Regions from separate parts of the Mus musculus genome. Here regions 1, 2, 3, 5, 6 and 7 are each linked to region 4. The links are chromatin contacts, called in public Hi-C and promoter capture Hi-C maps. All regions are on one chromosome and are shown on one strand. Each heading gives the region's core, a stretch centred on a gene start, on an enhancer-like site or on the middle of the called end of the contact. The rest is flanking DNA. Distances are from core to core; before and after follow the strand shown. Region 1 holds the start of Acaa1a (acetyl-Coenzyme A acyltransferase 1A). Region 2 holds the start of D730003K21Rik (a long non-coding RNA gene). Region 3 holds the start of Gorasp1 (golgi reassembly stacking protein 1). Region 4 holds the start of Zcwpw2 (zinc finger, CW type with PWWP domain 2). Region 5 holds the start of Oxsr1 (oxidative-stress responsive 1). Region 6 holds the start of Exog (endo/exonuclease (5'-3'), endonuclease G-like). Region 7 holds the start of Wdr48 (WD repeat domain 48).

What was found. Promoter capture Hi-C pulls out the DNA fragments that hold promoters and counts their contacts. A called contact is a pair of places that touch in the nucleus more often than the background predicts.
Region 1: a contact with region 4 is called in a promoter capture Hi-C map of pre-B cells, with 4 times the contacts expected there. The contact joins the promoter of Acaa1a here to the promoter of Zcwpw2 in region 4. A contact is called at or near these places in 2 of 39 promoter capture datasets (liver and pre-B cells), 4 of 484 Hi-C or Micro-C datasets (CD4 T cells, CD8 T cells, the G1E-ER4 cell line and 1 more), 1 of 115 datasets of contacts at active chromatin or transcription factors (thymic regulatory T cells) and 2 of 9 other capture datasets (adipose tissue and liver).
Region 2: a contact with region 4 is called in a promoter capture Hi-C map of the 3T3-L1 cell line, with 11 times the contacts expected there. The contact joins the promoter of D730003K21Rik here to the promoter of Zcwpw2 in region 4. A contact is called at or near these places in 2 of 39 promoter capture datasets (the 3T3-L1 cell line and hippocampal neurons).
Region 3: a promoter capture Hi-C map of pre-B cells shows a contact between it and region 4, with 4 times the contacts expected there. The contact joins the promoter of Gorasp1 here to the promoter of Zcwpw2 in region 4. A contact is called at or near these places in 2 of 39 promoter capture datasets (liver and pre-B cells).
Region 5: a Hi-C map of CD8 T cells shows a contact between it and region 4, with 8 times the contacts expected there. The contact joins the promoter of Oxsr1 here to the promoter of Zcwpw2 in region 4. A contact is called at or near these places in 3 of 39 promoter capture datasets (the C10 cell line, liver and pre-B cells), 2 of 484 Hi-C or Micro-C datasets (CD4 T cells and CD8 T cells), 3 of 115 datasets of contacts at active chromatin or transcription factors (fibro-adipogenic progenitors, microglia and thymic regulatory T cells) and 1 of 9 other capture datasets (liver).
Region 6: a contact with region 4 is called in a promoter capture Hi-C map of pre-B cells, with 4 times the contacts expected there. The contact joins the promoter of Exog here to the promoter of Zcwpw2 in region 4. A contact is called at or near these places in 2 of 39 promoter capture datasets (liver and pre-B cells) and 1 of 115 datasets of contacts at active chromatin or transcription factors (thymic regulatory T cells).
Region 7: a contact with region 4 is called in a promoter capture Hi-C map of pre-B cells, with 4 times the contacts expected there. The contact joins the promoter of Wdr48 here to the promoter of Zcwpw2 in region 4. A contact is called at or near these places in 3 of 39 promoter capture datasets (hippocampal neurons, liver and pre-B cells), 1 of 484 Hi-C or Micro-C datasets (the G1E-ER4 cell line) and 2 of 9 other capture datasets (adipose tissue and liver).

The regions. Positions count from the first base shown.
Region 1 is chr9:119,339,960-119,342,659 of GRCm38.p6, reverse strand. Acaa1a (acetyl-Coenzyme A acyltransferase 1A) reads right to left here and starts at 1,366. Exons shown (of 12, transcript NM_130864.3): 1 at 975-1,366; 2 at 742-835. The coding sequence starts at 1,145. It overlaps Myd88 (myeloid differentiation primary response gene 88), which reads left to right and starts at 2,642. Exons shown (of 6, transcript NM_010851.3): 1 at 2,642-2,700.
Region 2 is chr9:116,326,056-116,328,755 of GRCm38.p6, reverse strand. D730003K21Rik (a long non-coding RNA gene) reads right to left here and starts at 1,433. Exons shown (of 4, transcript XR_871324.2): 1 at 1,111-1,433.
Region 3 is chr9:119,936,203-119,938,902 of GRCm38.p6, reverse strand. Gorasp1 (golgi reassembly stacking protein 1) reads left to right here and starts at 1,345. Exons shown (of 9, transcript NM_028976.2): 1 at 1,345-1,445. The coding sequence starts at 1,386. Ttc21a (tetratricopeptide repeat domain 21A) reads right to left here and starts at 1,297. Exons shown (of 29, transcript NM_028735.3): 1 at 1,153-1,297. The coding sequence starts at 1,179.
Region 4 is chr9:118,039,511-118,042,215 of GRCm38.p6, reverse strand. It overlaps Zcwpw2 (zinc finger, CW type with PWWP domain 2), which reads left to right and starts at 1,357. Exons shown (of 9, transcript NM_001378466.1): 1 at 1,357-1,997. It overlaps Azi2 (5-azacytidine induced gene 2), which reads right to left and starts at 1,694. Exons shown (of 8, transcript NM_013727.4): 1 at 1,258-1,694.
Region 5 is chr9:119,321,087-119,323,786 of GRCm38.p6, reverse strand. Oxsr1 (oxidative-stress responsive 1) reads left to right here and starts at 1,360. Exons shown (of 18, transcript NM_133985.2): 1 at 1,360-1,782. The coding sequence starts at 1,713.
Region 6 is chr9:119,443,686-119,446,385 of GRCm38.p6, reverse strand. It overlaps Exog (endo/exonuclease (5'-3'), endonuclease G-like), which reads right to left and starts at 1,426. Exons shown (of 6, transcript NM_172456.4): 1 at 1,236-1,426. The coding sequence starts at 1,398.
Region 7 is chr9:119,893,470-119,896,169 of GRCm38.p6, reverse strand. It overlaps Wdr48 (WD repeat domain 48), which reads right to left and starts at 1,275. Exons shown (of 19, transcript NM_026236.3): 1 at 1,213-1,275. The coding sequence starts at 1,260. Gm2449 (a long non-coding RNA gene) reads left to right here and starts at 1,258. Exons shown (of 7, transcript XR_871350.2): 1 at 1,258-1,344; 2 at 2,523-2,643.

The DNA.
Region 1 (2,700 bases), core at 117-2,616, 1.3 Mb before region 4:
CCCAGAGAAGAGACATTCCAGATCTTTCTTCCGGATCACTTTAGGGTTTTCCCAGGCTCATGTGAAACTATAAAAGTTCAGTGTGTGGAAAATAGGGAGACAGCTACCCAACAGCTTGTCATCCACCTGTCCAGTGATGGAGGGCCAGAGCATGCTCCTCTAAATCACAGGCTTGGGGGCAAGGGCTTGCCTGGTAACAGGAGAGACTCTAGAGTAAGAGACACTGTGCAGAGCCATGGGCAAAGGGAGTCTGCAACTGCTCACCTCCCCAAGTGTCCTCCGCCAAGCCCTGCGTTGCTGCAGGGACGAGGAACAGGCTGGCACCTCGGGACAAGACCGTGTCCTACTCTATGTTCTAGTTCAGGTAAAGCAGGGGTTAGGACAGGGTGGGGGTGAATCCATCTGCACCTGTAACCCAGGACACCATGTAGGTAGAGAACTGCGTTTTCTCACCTCCTGCAGTCTCCAGGAACATCTAGGCTTCTGTGGTGACCCCCAGCCATAAAGTTATTTTTCATTGCTACATCAGAACTGTAATTCCGCTACTGTTAAGTATCGTAATGTAGATATTTGTGTTTTCCGATGATCTTAGGCGAACCCTGTAAAAGGGTCCTTCAACCATCCCACTTAAATCGGTGGAGTCTGTAGTCTTGCTCAGTGAAACCCAGGTTCTCGGAGAGAAAGTGAAGCTTCGGGAGGAGGGCGGGGGAGGGCCGGTGCAGGACCCGCAGGGGAGCTCACCCACGGAGATGTCTCCCAGCTGCTCAGGCTTTAGCCTCACGTCCTGGAGAACCGCGGTCAACACGGCCGACAGAAGCTCGTCGGGGGTGGTGTTCTGCAGGGCGAGGCGCAGCAGCGGTGAGCCCAGCTCCCGCATCCCCGCCCGGGGACTCTGCGGTCACCGGACCCCCGACGGCAGAATTCCATCCGCGCTGGCCGCCTTCTGCTCCCCTCGCCCGCCCGAGGGGCCTCACCTTGAAGCCTCCACGGCTGGCGCGGCCGATGGGGGTGCGCCGTCCGTGCACCACCACCACGTCGGAGGCCGAGGCCTGCGGGAACCTAGCGGAGCAGGGCGCAGCTTGCAGCGCGGAGCTCGACTCGGGCCGGCCGGCCAGGTGGCCCAGCACTACCTGCAGCCGATGCATCGCGGAGGTGGGTCCTACCTACTCGTTTAGGTTCTGGGTGCAGAGCTTTAGGAACAGGAATGATGGCAGGCGCAGGCGCAGGCGCAGGCGCGGGCGCAGGCGCAGGACAGCCTTCTACGTCGCAAGGCCTGAAAGGGGATCACAACCCCGGTAGAATGATACTGCGAGAGGTAGGATGGGGTCTTTAGAGGGCCTGCCCACTCCTAGGTACAACCAATTAGATTAAGGGGAGTCTGATTGAGGGCCGCCCACTCACCCCTTGCCCCAGAGTCCCGCCCAACGCCCGTCCTAAGACGCTTTCTCTCCACTCAAAGCCCCGCCCGCCAATCCTACGGAAGCCAATCGTAATGCGCACTCTTAATCCTCCTTGAAAGGCAGACTGGAAACTTCCAAGTTTGCACAACCTTTTGTAGACATTGGGGAAGGAGGTTTCCCAAACTTCTGGTTTCCTAGGATGAACTCAGCCTCAAGGGAGTCCCTCCCCTTGAGCTCAGCGCGCAGCCGCGTAGAAGGCGGAGCCCGGCCCATGGCTTCTCTGCTGAGCTAGCCCGAGAAGACCCTTGTCTCCCATCAAAATTTGCTGTGCTCAGCCCCGGGTCCCAAAACCGAGAACTGAGGACCTAGAAAATGTTGAGGCACCTAGTTAAGCCCCAACCGGGTTGGCTGTCACAGAAGCTCTCTCAGAAAACAAAGTAATTTTGGGTTCCGGGCTGGTGTGAAGAACCGATTAAGGTGCTGAACGGCAGGCAGGTTCTAACTGTAACGTGCCCCACTCGTCTTAAGCCTGTTGATCTACGTTTGTTTGGGATAGTGCCATTAGTGCCCACATTCCCCTAGGAATTCTACTAAACCCGGGGATGGGGGTGGAGGGTGGAGGGAGACCCAGTATTGGAGATTGACACCTAAATAGATTAACCAAGTGAATTAACGAAAAAATCTTCCTTGGGTCTAGACCCAACGTTAAAGAGTAAGGTGGTAGGTTCCGCGTGTTTTTTGCAGACCCCGGGAAGGTAGTGCTGTTTGTCTCAGAAAACAAAGGACAAGATACCCTAAATGCCAATTTATGGGCAAGGTCGTGGGCTTTCCCCTTTAAAAAGCAGAGTCACAAGTGACATCAGATAGCTAAAGGTAGACTGAGCCTTCGGGTTACTACTTCCGAAGCCAGTCTGTCTCTTCCCTCCCTACTACCAGAATATAAATTACTGTACAGAAGGGCTGTAACTCCTTCAAGTCCTAAACAAGGCTGATTGAGCTAACCATGCATAATAACCACTACCAGATCGCCTAGTCCATCCACCTTGATCGGTGGGCCAAGGCAGATGCCAGAGGCGGTTTATATAAATTCTCACACCTTCGAGGGGAGGTGAGCAAACGTTAGAAGCACAAGTGGGTTGACTTTTAGGCTGGGTAGTTCTGGCCCCGTAGTCTAGATTCTAGCAAAGGGCGGAGCTTCTCGGAAAGCGAAAGAAGGAGGGGCTGGCAGGAGACTTAAGGGAAGTAGGAAACTCCACAGGCGAGCGTACTGGACGGCACCGGGGGCCCAGGGTTGCCTGCC
Region 2 (2,700 bases), core at 184-2,683, 1.7 Mb after region 4:
CACACACACACACACACACACATTCACATTTTTGTGGATTTAGTAATTTTAAAATGCATGGCCTGAATCATGCCTTCCTGTTGTTTTTGAAGGGGGCGAGGGGGTGTTCAATTGGTTTTTGTTGTTGTTGTTGCTTTTGAAATCAGTGTAAGGTGACTTTTCTTTTGAGTCTTCAGAAGAACAATGATAAATTCCTTTAAAAGACAAAAGTGTGTTTTTTCCCAAATCTGTTGCCCAGAACAGACAAGCCAACATCTTCCCTAGGGAGAAAGGAAGAACAAAGGGTGCTGTCAACACAGGAAGGCTGCTGGGAGGCAGATGCAGGCCCCCTGCCACCCTGGTTAGAGAAAGGCAGGAAGCCAGGCCTGCTGGTCCTAGGGCTTCCAGGAGAAGCCCTCTGAGCACCCCGCAGGAGGGAGAAAACCCCCAGGCAGAGAAGAGGTGACTTCTTAGGCTGTTCTCTTGTCCTCCGTGTAAGATCAGTTTCTAAATCTGTGCAATCTCCCAAGGATAAAGGCCGACTCCCCCTCTCCCCAGGACAGTACTGGAAAGAGGGTGAAGGAACTTTACCAAGTCTTACAAAAACCATCTCGGATTACTTCAGACCAGCTCTACAGGAAAGGGAGTTTACATAGTCCATTTTCTGTGCTGACTTAGCTAGGGGAGACATCTGAGGACCAGGATTCTATCTCTTCATAGTCTCAGGGCAGAAAGAATCTACAAGGTAGGGTATGGAAGGCCCACATTAGCTATTTGCCATTTGTTTGTTTGTTCGTATGTAGCATCTTACGTGGCTCAGACTGGCCTCCAACCCACTAGATAGCAATAGATAGAAAACCTTGAACTCCTGGTCCTCCTGCCTCTGCCTGACAAGTGCTGTGATAGCTGGCATACGATACCATACCCACTTTGTGCCTTGCAGAGCTTGGAACCCAGGGGTTTGCAAGCACTTTACCAACTGAGATAGGACATTTCAGAGCGCATTACTCAGCTGCTGTGGGTCACACAGGAACTGCTGATGTCTGTCTCCCTGTGACAGAGGGCAGAAGCCAAGCATACAGTTCTGTGTCCCTCACCAGGTCTCTTCCTTCAGGTTCCCCAGCTCCTCACCTGGGTAGATGTCCATTAGAAAATAATCAACTGTGCCAGCGTTCCCTGCAAGTCGGTGGTGTGTTTGAAGTTGGAAGCATCAGGCAGAGGTTCCTGGAAGTTCCAACTTACTTTTGTGACCTCCAAGCCACAATCCTGGAGTTTTTCCACATTTACACGGGCTCTTCCTCCTTGATTAATACTCCTGCTCACTTTGGACTCTATGCCAGTTAGAACAAGAGCTGAATACAGAACTTACTTAGCTACTTCCTGGAACCATGAAATTCCAAATCGCTCTGATAGGTACTGAGAAGGCCTATGGAAGCTAGGCTGATTCCATGACAGGCTTCACATTGGCAGTTAAGGAGACTAGGCCTAAATCTCTGTTTCTAAGAACTGGGCAAGTCCAGGCAAGTCCAGGCCTCAGAAGCTGCCCTGCCACCTATCGTGAGGCAAGGACAATGGGTCAGCAGCAGTTTCCAGACTTCCTCAGCAACAGTTTCTAGATCTTCCCAGCAGGTTCACAGCTCCTACACCCCAGTAATGGAATGTCCATAGAGATAGACCCAACAGATTAACATAGAAGTCACCTATCCCAGAATTACCTAATGTGCTTTAAATCAGGCCTGCAAGCTCACTTGGTTGTCTCTCTATCTTGGCATTGGAGAGACCCCAGCATGCTGGACTTCTGCAAAGTAAAACACTCTCCGTTTACGTACTATTTGAGTCTGGGGTATCATTCTTCAGTGACTCATGGATCCTTACGTTACCATACTCCATGTACCTACAGCCAAACCCACTCATTGTCATCCTGACTCTAGGTGGAAATCCACTAATGTTCAAGGAACTGGGCTTGACCTGGTGACTAACCACATGGTTGGATGAGGGAAGATGGGGGTGTTGGGATTTGATAAGATCAAGTCATGAAAACACAGTTATAGAACCAGAAAATGGGGACAGTGCTAAGTAACCCTTCTAAATGTGTGAAAGCAACAGTTGGAAATGTCTAGAATCCTGAATTGTTTCAAGGAATATATGTTTATGTTCTATGTCTAGGTGTATGAGTATTTATGAGTACTTGCAAGGGTATATATGCATATTTATCTTTATACACAGAGTTAGGCAAACAACATATCACCCAGCAGCCATATCCATGGATCTCATTGTTGACATACATTTTTTTAGTCAAGGTATATGTTTTGTGTGTGTGTGTGTGTGTGTGTGTGTGTGTGTGTGTGTGTGCCACAATAGTGAAAGTGAAGCAAGCTCATGTATGGAACTTACCAGTGGCATTGAAGACGTTTGGGGTGGTAGCCAGCCTACTGTTGATAACCCAGCACCTCGCCTGCCACCTGTTTTTAGTTTTACCGACTGTTTGCTTGGTTTGTTGATTTGTTCGTTTGTTGGTTGATTTGATCCACAAACTAAGAATAATTTTACATCTATAACTGGTTAGAAAGAAATCTGTCTCTAAGCATCATGATACACACCTGGCATGCCAACACTCTGTGAGGCTGAGGACTACTCTAATTTTGAGGCCATCCTGAGCTAGAGTAAGTTCAAGGCTATCATGCAATGCATAGTAGAATTTTGTCTCAAGCAAACAGACCC
Region 3 (2,700 bases), core at 96-2,595, 1.9 Mb before region 4:
TAGGCTGGGAAGGAAGGGGACTGAGGAGTGGTCATTTTCAGGGTCTCCATGTCCTCCGCTATACACATCTTGGTATCTTTCACAGCTAAAGAAGCTGAAGCCCAGGGAGACACAGCCCATGGAGATCACACAGTAATTGGGGCTGAGATTTCAAAGCAAAAGCTCACTTCCTCTAAGGTTTGTGGGTGTTGAGTTGGGGATAGATGTGGTTAGGTCGTAAAAGCCTCATGGGCCATTTGAAAGAGCCTAGACGTCAGACAGGGTCATCAACAGGAACCAGCTCGAATGGCTTTAAGTAGGGGAGTGAAGTTTTCAGATTTTTAAAACTTTTGGCAGAGCCTGGTGTTCATGTATCCCAGACTGGCCTCAAACTCAACTATGGTGAGTTTCTGACCCTCCCTCCCCACCTCTCCGGTGCTAGGATTAAAGGCACCTACCACCACACCTGTTTTATGGCTATCAGGGCTTGGTGCATATTCTAGGAACTGAGCCAGATCCCCAGTTACCTCAAATGATATTCTAAAGAAATGACTCTGGCTGTTGCGTGCAGTGATGTGTGGGTGGCTGCAGGTGGCACATGGGTAATGCCAGGCAGTAGTGCTGGTGCAAAGAGCCCAAGTAGAGAAACCAGGCCAGAGGTGTCTAAGGGAGAGATACATGGTGGCTCTGGAGACTTTGGAAGCTGACACTTCTCGTTAGATTAGGAACAGGGTTGGAGGTGGGCATAGACCTCATAGCAGTGGAACACAGATGGCTTAGGTGGGAGGCAGATGCGATAATGGACAGGCACGGATTGGTTTGGGGGATAGGATCAGGTCTGGGTGCTAATTTGAGGCTAGGGGTGCAGAGGACACTGAGGGGAAATGCTTTGGTTAGGGAGCTGAGGAAGATGGAAGGACTTCTAGAAGCTGCCAGAGTAGTGAACAGAGGGGTAGAGGTGGTTGGGGGGTGGAAGTAGCCTAAGAGTAGAGATGGCCAGAGGGCAGGCAGCAGGGTGGATGGTGTGGCAGAGGGTGGCCCAAGGGCAGATGGCCAGAGAAAGCAGAAAGGTAACCCCAGAGCAGAAATGGTCAGAGAGCAGAGAGCTAGCCCAGGGCAGCAGTCCTGACTGCAGAAGTAGTCCCGAGCGCAGGCGGCCCAGAGTTCACGCACCATGAGAGAGGAGTCATCGCTGCTCATGGCTGCAGCCCGGCTCAGGTGATGACCGGCTGAGCGGGATTCCCAGCTCTGGCCGCCCAATTCGCAGCCCAGCTCACGGCCGGAAGTCTAAGGCGCGCGCGTCCTTGGCAACCTGGCTGCTGGCCTGTTGCTAAGAACTGTGACATCCGGGAGGGCGTGGCCTGGCCCCACGTGACTAGGCCACGCAGCAGCGGGAGAGGGCGGCCATGGGGCTAGGGGCAAGCAGCGAGCAGCCGGCGGGCGGCGAGGGCTTCCATCTGCACGGGGTGAGCCGGGGTGGTGGAAGATCACCAGGGAGGGTTGCACAGCCCCGAGGCCTGCAGTGACCTCCCTGCATGCCTTGCGAGGCCCAGCGCGTCCAAGATCCGAGGCCCCTTCTCTAAGGAGCATTGCAAGGGGCTGGGAGAGCTCGTGGGCTTTGGGAAAGCTGCTGAAGAGGGGGTGAAGTGGCCAGAATGACTGGAGCCAGGGTGGGCATTGGGACCCCAGAGTGAAACATCCCGAGACCTAGATGGGGCCCTACGTGTCACTTGCAGGGAGGTACGAGCGAACAGGCTGCTGGGAAGTATAGTCTGGTTGATAAAGAACGCCGTATGGAGTTGGGGATAGAAAGATCTTTGAACTCAGCTCCCCTGTTTTGCCCCTTTGAAAAGCAGGTAGATGCAGAGCTGTGTGGAGGCGGGCAGGTTTGTCAGGTTGTCTGGCTGTTGGGTCAGCCTGCCTGCCTTCATTCCTTCAGACAGGATCTTGGTACTTAGTTCAAGCTGTTGTTAAACTCTCAGCTGCTCTTTCTCGGTTCCTCTTAAATCTTATCTATCTATCTATCTATCTATCTATCTATCTATCTATCTATCTATCTATTTATTTTGTGGGTGTCTCATTATGTATCCCCGACTGGCCTGGAACTTGCTATGTAGGCTAGACTGGGCTGGAACCTACAGAAATCCATCTGCGTGCGCCTGCCTCCTGAGCCATTATGCCTCTCTGGTCTATGTCAAAGGAAGTCTGGAGTCAGGGCTAGGGAAGCGGTTTCTAGCTGGAGAGCCACATTGGCTTTACAGATCAAAGTGACAAGATTTGTGCTTGGGGGTTGGCAGACATTGGGATGCATCCAACCGGGGGTGTTTTAAAACAGGTTCACGGGAAGTCAGGAGTTTGGGATCTTTGCACAAGGGCTGAGGGAAGTGAGGTGGTGGGGGTGGTGGACGGAGTGAAGGCAAGGGGGGCTGGTTAAAGGGGGACAGGTTGATCAGGTCAGAGGATGAGGACCCGTTACAGAGATGTGTTTTTGGTGTGTGTGTTGTTTTTGTTTGTGCACACGAGTGTGCAAACCAGAGGTTTTAGATCCCTTTAAGTTGGAGTTATAGGCATTTGGGAGCTGTCACACTTGCATGCTGGGGACTCAACCCAGGTCGTCTGATAGAATAATAGGCTCTTTTAACTGCTGACCTATTTCTCCAGTCCCTTTGTTTGTTTGCTTGTTTTTTCTTTGAGACAGGGTTTCTCTATGTAGCCCTGGCT
Region 4 (2,705 bases), core at 108-2,607:
TGGTACCATTACCGAAGCACTTCTGCTAGAGGCACTTATATGCTAGAAACTGTGCTCCCCCCCCCCCCCCTTTTTTTTTTCTTGAAGATGTCTCACTTTGTAGCACTGGCTAGACTGCAACTCAAGACTCCCCAGTGCTGGGATTATTAAAAAAGCATGTGCTACCACCCCCTGACTTGTTCTTAAGAATTCATTAAATCAATGTAAAAAAGCACTAAGATGGGTAAGCACTCTTCAATTTACAGATGAAGTAATTAAACATACAAATTAAGTTGTCAACTTCAGAGCCAGCCTAGCTCTTAGAAATTATAACTGGGTGCCTTGGAGGGTAAGCAAGCCCTGGACTTCAGAAAAGGGGGAAGGAGAAAGTCAGAGTAAGCAGCCTTCTCCTCAAGAGAGGAAGTGGAAAACTCGATGCTTACACATCTGGGCTATCCATCTAATCCACTGGCATTCCCACGACAGCAAGCTGCCTTTTAGACATCAATGAATCTCTCGCATTTACATGAAAACGTCCATTTACAAACCTAGAGCATTCAACACTCTGTAGCCATTCAGCGAATAATTCCAATTGTTTTCCATTTAAGACGATGGAGTGATCACTACAGACAGGGTAAGGAGAACATTTTTTGAGAACTAGAAATGAAACTGTTTTAAGATTTTGTTCAATCCAACTTAAAATTCAAACGGGGGTGGGGTGGCTCTTCTGTACTTAAGGATTAGAGGTCAATTTCAGTCTCAGTATGTCAATGTTTTTGATCATCACATGGTATTTCTGATTTCTAGTAGCTTCCATGGGTATTTTATCTCTCTTTCTGAGTATTCCGAGTTCCTTGCGAGGAGGACCACTGTTAGCCTGCCTTGCAACCCAGCCGGAAAACGGGACTGAAACATGCAAGTTAGACTGATGGTCACTCCCAGACGCCACCGGCACTACCCACGTCCCTCTTTCCCTCTCCGATATAAATGCCACCCCAGTGCAGGAAATAAAACTGAAAGCGTTCCCAGCGAGTCAAGAGCACGGACCGAACTTGAGCAATCCCCGAGCGGGAAGGCAAAAAAAAAAAAAAAAAAAAAAAAAAAAAGCCCGTGGAAGCGGGGCTGTGGGATGGCAGGGACCAGGGATGCTAGACTGGGCCGCTCTGAACAGCAGAAGGGCGCCGGGGACAGAAAGCGAAGTGCGTCTGGCCAGGCGACAGCCACCAGGCCCCTCCTGGCTGTCTCCACCGTCCGGGCGAGCGCGAGCGATCCACTCACCCTGAACCCTGGCTACGTAGGGCGGTCCCCAAGGCCACCGGGTTTCGCTTCCCCAGTGTTTGGAAGCCGGCTGAAAACAAACCGGGTCGCCAGGGGTCACCACGGGCTTCCGGTTTCCTCGAAGACGCCACCGCTTCCCCCGTCAAGGTGGCCGTCACAGGTGCACCGAGGGAGTCCCATGTCTTCCGCCGCGGCTCCCGCAGTCAGGGGCCCTGGAGGTCACAGAGGAACCGAGCAGGGGCGGCCCGGGGCCGCCGGAACAGGCCCGTTACCCAGCAGCACGCGCGTCAACTCCGGGGTCGCCGGCGCCCGCTGCCCCGCTCAGGGGCGGCGAGGCCTAGAGGGTTCTAGAAGGGTCTACGAACGCCCCGCCGCCCACAAAGGTGTCGCCGCTGCGCACAGGCTGGGTGCCAGCGCAGCGCGACGAAACCGGAAGCCGGACCTGAAGACTATATAGGGTGCCGCTAAGTGGCGCTCTAGCGGGGCGGGGCGTACTACAGGTCCCATGAGCCTCTGCGGTAGGGCAGAGGCGCACTACGAGTCCCGTGAGCCTCCGCGGCGGGGCGTACGTACTACCAGTCCCAGTGGTCCCCGCGGCGGGTGAGGTGTCGCGCCCAGCCGCGGGGAGGCGGAGTGGAGCTGAGACAGCGTCGCAGGCTGGCTGCTGTTGGGCTGAGGCGCGCGTTCAGGGCGCCCTCTAGCGCGTCCTTTCCACTCAGCGGCAACTGGGATTCCGTGAGGTGGGTCCGTGCTGCTCAGCTCAGAGGCGCCTGTCACCGTGGTGCTAACCCGAGAGCTGATGCGTGTCTGGGGCCCCTGGAATCCACGCAGGCCCCGTGTTTCGGGTCGCGTGGCGGTCTCCTTGGGTATCTTTTGAAGCAAGGTCGCTCACTGACTTCATGGGGGTTCCGGGATGCTCTTCTGTGTAGCAGGAGAAAAGGAGCCCATGGCCAACTCTTGACTTGTTCTGGCTCTTAGAGTTGTCTCCTCTCTCGGTTATTTCTAGGTGATAATCCTCCGGGTTTGTTTGTTTGTTTGTTTGTTTGTTTTTTGAGGCAGAGTCTTATGCATCCCAGAATGGCCACAAACACACTTGTTTCCACCACCGGGTGAAGAATTTTAGTCATCTATAATTCTCTCTGTCTGTAGTTTGTTAAATCTTCATATTTTTGTACGTTTGTTTTTTAATTTTAAATTTGCGGCAGGGCCTCAAGTAGCCCAGGCTACCCTCAAAGTCTTGAATTTTTTTTTCTCTGACCTCCTGCTTCTGACTCCAAGGTTTTGGGTTTATACATTACCAAGCAATGCGGTGCTGGAGGTTGAACCCGAAGCCTTGTGCATGCTAGAACATTGAACTGTATGGTGAGGCATAGACAAATTAATTGCAATCTTAGGGGGTCACAGACAGAAAAAGGAGCACAAGTTCTAGATTATTTCTGGTTAAGTAA
Region 5 (2,700 bases), core at 111-2,610, 1.3 Mb before region 4:
TGTGTCACAAGTAGTGGCTGCAACAAATTTCTTCCTTCCTTCCTTCCTTATTTTTTTTTTTAAAGATTTTATTTATTTTATATATATGAGTACACTGTAGCTGTATTTAGACATACCAAATGAGGGCATTGGATCCCATTTCAGATGGTTGTGAGCCACCATGTGGTTGCTGGGAATTGACCTCAGGACCTCTGGAAGAGCAGTCAGTGCTCTCAACCACTGAGCCATTTCTCCAGCCCTGAAACACATTTCTACAGCAAGACCTTGCACCTTTGCCGGGTCTGGAATATTCTGTCCTCCCATTTTCTGTTTGCTGAGATCCCCTTAGCACTGTAAGGTCTGGCCCAAATGGGACCTCTTCTTGAGATGTTCCATAAGTCCTATCAACCAGACGCGCTCATGGCCTTCCCACCGAAGAGCTCAGCAGTGCTGCTCAGCTGAACACTTTGTCCGCAGCGACCCTGTCCAGGTTGATGTTTTAATGTTTTGTTTCACCAAAGCGCGATCTTCTAAGGCCAAGAAAACGGAACTTATTTTTGTGAAGATGACAAAAGCCAGGGCCGGGGGCCTAGAGCTGACCCCTAAGTCGCGTGACAGAAACCACTGAACAGTCAAGGCGCTGCCTGGGCAGAGACAACTAACCTAGGTCCCAGGCAGGTGCTGTTTCTTTAGACCCGAAGCGGAGAAAAGACAGAAACCGCTTCCTCCCGGATCCTGGAGGCGGCGCTGAGTACTTCCGCCTTAGGAAAAAAAAAAATGTCATCACGGGCCGAGCTTCCGGCTCCACTCGGGAGCCCGCAAGACCTTTTATCCTAGTTGGCCTTCGTCCGCGCACCCCACCCGGCCGCTCCCTCGGGCTTCTCCACACCCCGGGGCGCGGTTTGCACGTCTCGAGGGTGTGACCGTGACGCCGTGACGTCACCTCAGCGAACCCGGTCCTGAAAGGTTTTGGCGCTCGGTAGGAACTGGGAGTCAAGTTCCCGGAGGCGGGACTAACATATGACTGATGTCCACACGCTCCAGTTGCCGTTCTCATGCTTTCTCAAACCAACCAATGAATGCAAAGCAGAGAGGGCAACGCCCCTCCCTCAGCTTCTAGAGGAAGCGCCGCTCCTTCGGTTTAGCACTCAGTGGCCGCCATGCTTGGTGTGGCTCCTCGTTCTGCGGCAGTTTGCTCTGTTTTGGCTTTCAGACGCCCTCAGTGAACTCCTCCACGAGCACTTCTGCTCTCTAACTATCGACTTCCACTCTTTCCGGCTTCCTTCTCGCTTGCCTCTTGTCCGGCCACACTCAAGATGGCGGCCGGGGGGCGGCGAGCCGCGGCCAGGCTTCCCCGGCGTGGTGACGTCAGCGCGCTGCGTGTCGGCAGGTGGAGGGAGAAGGGAAAGTTTGGCCCGTGCTTGGGGTTCGGGTGGAGGGCGGGACGGAGGGGCAGGGCTGGGTAGAAGCTTGTTTCGCGGTGCCGCGGAGGTTAAGGCCGGCTCGTGGGCTGGGCCGGGGACTGCGGGACGCGGAGCCGCGGGAGGCGAGGTCGGTCGCAGCCGCGCGTCTCCGCCTCGGGGCCGCGCTTGACCCGCGCGCCCCGGCGTTGTGCGCCCCAAGGCTGGGCCAAGCGGCGGGTTGGGGGCGGCGGCTGGGCGTGGGGAGGCGCGCGGCGAGGTGACCTGAGAGCCCGGAGCGTGAGGAGCACGGAGCCAGGCGCTGCAGCCGTCATGTCCGAGGACTCGAGCGCCCTGCCCTGGTCCATCAACAGGGACGACTACGAGCTGCAGGAGGTGATAGGTGAGAGCCGAGGGGCGACGCGCCGGGGTTCTGGGCCCGAGCCTTGCTGGGCACTGGTGCGAGCCGTGCGCCTAGGGTGGGGCTCCCTTCGGAGGGAGAAGCGTACCTGAGACAGATGCGTCCTGTGCAGAAGAGCCATGTGGATGGGCGGCAGGCCTGGCTCAGGGGGCACTAGGGTCCGTGGGCAGAGCCGCGTGGCTCTGGGATTGTGGGGTCTGTGCACTTGAGTCCATCCCTGCATCCACGCGACGATGCACTATTTCGCAGGTGTGAGGCTGAGGGCAGCTCCAGGTACCGGTGCTGAGCAGGTTAGACCCGCCTCTAGCTCTTTACAACTGACTTCTCAGATCCCGGAGGCAGACGTCAACTACATAGAAAGAATGGGAAAAGCGGTAACAGGTCTCAGTAGGTGGCCGGAAGGAACCGGGCAAGATGTTATAAGGAGTGGTTTGAACAAGTTACGTGATTTCAAGGAAAAGTTGAGCCCTCAAAGCGAGTCGGAGGAAGATCGCCTTTCCCCCTCCATTGAGGAATAAGAAAATACTTAGACTCTGAGGAGAGAGAGAGTGCTTGATAAGTTGAGGGACCAGAAAGAGGGCACACATTAGTCTCAGGGACCTTTAAAGCTATGGTAAAGATTTGGAGTTTCAAGTTGTCCTTGGAGGGCTTCAACTAGGGACCATGGCTCGCTCCATAAATCTGGCTATTATGTGTGAAGTGGCCCTGAATAAGATCCGAGAATACCAGTTGGTCGACAGCAAGCATGGATTGTTACTCTCAGAGGTGCAGCGTGCTTGAGGAGGTTAAGCGGCTAGGGATGAGGGAGAGTTTGTAGCCCAGCAGTAATGCAGTGGCCATAGAAATCGAAGGGAAATGGGTTTAGCAAAACAAAGGCTTAATCAGCAGACCACTGTTTGT
Region 6 (2,700 bases), core at 177-2,676, 1.4 Mb before region 4:
TTCTAAATCTGTCTGTACCACAAACTGTGTGTATGGGGGGTGGGGGGAGAATTCAAAGGAAAACCATAGTGCTACAAGTATAAAAGTGAATGGGAACGTCTTGCGACTAATAGAGACAAAAATGGCCATCATTTTAGTTTTTCATCAACATGATATATCAGCTGCCAGGTTAAGTATCCATTTCGTTTTTTAAAAGACCTTAACTCCAAGAGTGGGTGCACACACCTGTTTCTCCATGTCTCATGCCTGGCTGGGTCACAGTGAGTACTGGCTCAAAGCAAAAACAGAGCAAACAAGCCCACCCACACTGTCCCTCACTGATACTTCCCCAGTGTTTCAGTTCAAGGAAAGACAGACTGCAGCCTTCACTGCAGTGGGGCTAAGAAACTGACACTTCCTCCTAGAGGACTCAACCCGGAGCTGCTTCCAAGTGACTCCTCCCCATGCCTCCCCAGAGCAGTCCTCTGGCACAATGGCAAGTGTCAAAAGAAGCGGGTGGTTCAGCACGTCCTGGAATGAGATGGGTCTGTGCTCACTTCTCTGTCTAAAGATAAGATGCCCCGTAAATTTAAGGATGTACATACTAGGAAGACTGGGTAGCAGATATTCTTTACGGAAACGCCTTCAAACATTCTTGTTGTGATGTTGTCAATTTGACAGAATCTAGAAACACCTGAGAAGCAGGCCTCCGGGTATTCCTATGGGGAGAGGGGGAATCTTGGCTGTATTAAATGATATGGGGATCCCCAGATTAATTATGGGCTGGGCCATTCCCTGACTGGGATTCGCACTGTATAAACTGGGAGAAAAGGGAGCCAAAAGGCAGCACGTTCGTCCGTTTCCTGACAGTGGAGGGACGTGGCCACATTGTATAAACTGGGAGAAAAGGGAGCCAAAAGGCAGCACGCATTCGTCCGTTTCCTGACGTGGCCAGCTGCTTCGAGCTCCTTCCCCGCCACGATGGGGTGCACCTCGAACGGGGAGCTAAAACAGACCCTTCCCTTAAGTTGCTTCTGTCAGGTATACGTTGTCACAGCAACAGGAAAAGAAACTAAGACACTTACTGAAGGCCAATTCTGTACCAGGCACTGTGCTGCACCTAAGGTGGAGAACAAACAGAGTCTCAGCTCGGGGTGGAGCTAAGGATGGAGGGGTGGTGACGTGTGAGCCCGCAGCCAGGTGAAGAATTTGGGGGAGCAGTGGGGAACCGAGCCGGCTTAGGCTTGCAGACTCACCGTGTGGCTGCCTCGCCAGCTTCGCGGATTCCGCGTCCGGACGCCGGAAAAACTGCAGCGCCGTCAGCCCCGCTCCCGCGGCGCCCACTACAGCCCCGGCCAAGAAGCCATTCAGAAATCGCCGCGAGTCCCTGAGACGGGAAGCGAAGCTCTTTGCAGCCATGACTCGCGGGCGCCAGCACTTTGTCTCTGCCACGCATGCGCACGCGGGGGCTCCGAGGCCGGAATGGTCCAATCGCCGGCTCCGGAACCAGGCGCGCATGCGCCATCCCGAACCGCCTCCCAGAGGCCTTCGCTGCTGAGGGTCTCGCGCGTCCCCTAGAGTCCAGCAGGGGAGGCACGCCTACCTCCATCCCTGGTCCTGGCCAGTTAATGGATGGGTTAAGTGTCCTAGCTTGTCAATTTAATGGTGTGTGTGTACTGTCCTCTGAAGAAATTGTCTTTAGTCCCATTTAATAGTGAGTAAATGCTTGTTCATGATCCATCAAAGATCTCCTAACCTGGGATCCAACTCGATGTGATTCCAAAACCTGTACCCCATTGGACTGTTTGGGGCACTTGCTTCAAAGTCAAAATACACATCAGAGTGTTTGTACCACCTATCGAGTTTCCTGGGAAAACAGTACTCAATGGTAGCCAGAGACTCTGGATGGGCCAGAGCTCAGAAGTTAAATCCTTACCAAACTAGTCCAGTGTGTCAGTCCATGTTATCTCTTTTAATTTGTGCCTAGACAAGCAAGATGGTTCATCAGTAAGGGTGCTTGCCACCAAAACTGACACTTGAATTCAGTCCCTGGAACCTACTTGGTAGAAGAGGACTGACTCCTGAAAGCTGTCCTCTCACCGTCACAGGCATGGGCTTGCCATCCTACATGCACAGGTATGTACAGCCAGACATAAATAAGTCGATGTAATAAACTGTAATTGGGCTTGGTGGAGCCGATCTGTAACCCCAGCGCTAGCAAAGACAAGGAAGGAATTTCTGAGCTCCAGATCAGCTTAGACTACATAGTGAGTTCCAAATGAGTCTCAGCTACATCGCAAGACCCTGTCTCAAAAAAGAAGTTAAAATCATCATCTTAGACGATAGGGATTCATCTCAGGACTAAGGTGGTATACACGGGATGCATGCCGTCAAGTAACACTGTAAATGTTAGCCACTTTATGGGACCTCTCAAATTGGTCTTAGACAAAATTGATGGGCAAATGCCCACTGACAAAGGGAGAACATAAGGTCCAGAGAAATGGCTAAGTGATTAAGAACACTGTCAGCTCTTCTAAAGGGTCTGGGTTCAATTCCCAGCACCCACATGGTAGCTCATGACTGACACCCTCACACCAATGCACATAAAATAAAATTAAGTAAATTGTTATTATTTTTGTTTTTTTTTTTAAGACAGGGTTTCTCTGTGTAGCCCTGGCTGTCCAGGAACTCACTCTGAAGACCGTAAATTATTTTTTGTAA
Region 7 (2,700 bases), core at 26-2,525, 1.9 Mb before region 4:
TGTTTACGTGGACGCAGATATTCAGATCCTCATGTTTGTGCTACAGGCCTTCCACCAGACTGACCATCTCCCAGTCAGCCCAATTCTAACCATTAAACAACCATTAGTGAGCACACAGGGCCAACAAATGGAAGTCAGTACTATAAAGAGGACACTCATTCAGAAAATGCCACAGCTTTCCAGCCTTATGCTGGGGTTACTCACCTTTGGCCCTCCCTTCTGAACACTGAGTTCAATCCGTGGAGTGTTTACTGACTGCTAAACCCTTTTAGTCTCTTCTCCTCTGTGCGGCAAGTCTATGCACTCAGTCCACTTTAATGACTGAATGCATTTTTTTTTTTAAGGCAGTGTGTCTCGTGTAGCCCAGACTGATTGATCTCAAACTTGGTAGGTACTGGAGGATGACCTTGAATTTCCGATTCCCCTGTCGTCACCACAGAAACACACACACACAAGCAGCGCTAGAAGTACAGGCGGGTACCAAGCATGCCTGGTTTTATGTGGAGCAGGGGGTTTGAACCTTGCTCAGGACAGGAAGGGCTCTGCTAAACGAGCTTTATCCCCAGCACACAAGGCAGCAAGCAAAACTCAAACGTACACCAAACCAACGTGATTTGGGGAAACCCAAAGCACCCACGGTGCGGGTCAGCGAGCTCATCACTGGAGATTCCGACGTTAGGGAGATGAGGACTAAAAAGGAAGCCCGGAAGATGCATAGTGAGGACGGTGGAGGGCGGAGGCAAAGCCCATCGCTAAGGAAGGGACACTGTCATTTCCTCCAGCACAGCGCTCCCACGTGCGACCCGGACCCGCCACGCCCCCGCAAGGCCCCTCGCTTCCCGGCCTCACCCACCCGCGGGCGCCGCGAGGCCTCCGCCGCCGGGTCGCGGCTGTTCCGGAGGAAGGCGGCCGAGAGCAGAGGCAGGTGAGCGGGCAGCAGGCCCATGGCGCCGCCGCAGGCCCGGTGTCCCGGGACGGCGGTTCGCCGGGACGGCGGTTCCCCGCGACCGCTCGCGAGGCCCGCGCGCCCAGTCCGCCCGCCGCCACCTCAGGCCGTTGGCGCCCCGGCCCCACCCCTCGCGCCGCTGCGCCCCGCCCCGCCATCCTCCGGCTGTCGAACCCGGCCAGCCGCGGCCCGAGGCATCCGCCCGCCCGCGGGGGTACCAGAGCCGACGGCAGTGTCGCCAAGGCCGCGGAGCCGGGCCGCCATACCTGCACTTTCCTCCGCCCGGCTGTGTTCTGCCGGTGATGGGCCGCCATCTTGCATGTTGACACTCCGACGTCACTTCCGGGAGAGTTGAAGCGCCAGCGGATGTCCCGCCCTACTCTGTGGTTGGGTAGAAGGTAGGTAGGGCGTAGGCTTTCCGGGCTGGTTGCGAGGGGAGGCGCTGGCGGAGAAATAGCAGCGTGTGGGCGGGAACGCTCTTGGAACCAGGGCTTGGGGGCCCGTACTGGTCTACCTCTGTGCAGCTAAGCCCCAGGGCCGTCCCAGCGCCTGCATGCAGAGAGAAAGCGCTCAAGAGAGTCGTGCTTAAGTCGTGCCCCAGCCACTTAAGCCAGTGCTTAGCAACTGGACCACGTCTCTAACTCCATATTTATAGGTTTTAAAAATAATAATAATAAAATGTTGTTGTCATTTAGTTATTTTGAGGCATGGTCTCGCTGTGTAGTCCTGGCTGTTCTCAAACACCAGCGGAGAGGACAACTTGTGGTAGTCTTCTTCTTCCACTATGTGGGCCTTGAGATTCTAACTCAGGCTTGGCAGTAGGCACCTTTATCCAGTGATTCATCTCACCAGCCCCCTCAGGATCTTACCCAGACTCTCAGAATTACAGACGTGTGCCTGTACAGCTATAATATGGATCTTAGGATGTTAAGTGAGATAATGTTCGCATAGGCCCTGCTAACTTGACAATATATTTTAAATGATCGTTTTGGCAAAAACATGACCAAAGTACTATAACCCCTATGGAAACCCACTACCTTTATAAACTAATTAAAAAATACAAAGGGGCTGGAGAGATGGCTGAGAAGTTGAGAGCACTTGCAGAGGACCTGGGTTTGGTTCCCAGCATTCACCTGGGAGTTCATGAGCTGCAATAAACTCCAGTCCCACACGCCCCCTTTCGGACGCAGGTAGAACACTCTCCCAAAATAGAAGTAAATCTAAAATACAGAATTTCAAAGAGATACACTTGCATGGATGGAAAATGATTCCCCCCAAAAGACATGCATTATTAGATGAAAATCTCAATGCCAGGCATGGGATAGCTTTCTATGACATGGTCAGGGAAGACCCAGAAGCCCCTAAAACAATACAGGCTATAGCTGTTGCACTTGGTTGCCCACCGAAACTAAGTAGTAAGACACTATTGCTGGAGACACTGTATACTTTGGTAGCTGGACACAGAGACATCAAAGTGCACTGACCCAAAAACTTGTCAGTGATGACTCTGTGATGACTGGCTTCTCTGTGATGACTCTGTGATGACTGGCTTCTCTGTGATGACTGGCTTTCATAGGTGCTGTGAATCCTGCCAGGGAAAAAGAAGCATCCGTGATAAACCAGCCGACCACCTTGCCAGGCAAGATGTGCCCGCTGCTGTAGGGTTATGAGGGCAACCAATTACTTTTGGATTTGAGGTCTGTTCTACTGGAAGGAATTCCAGCTTGGTACTGTAACCTGGTCCTGTAAATCCC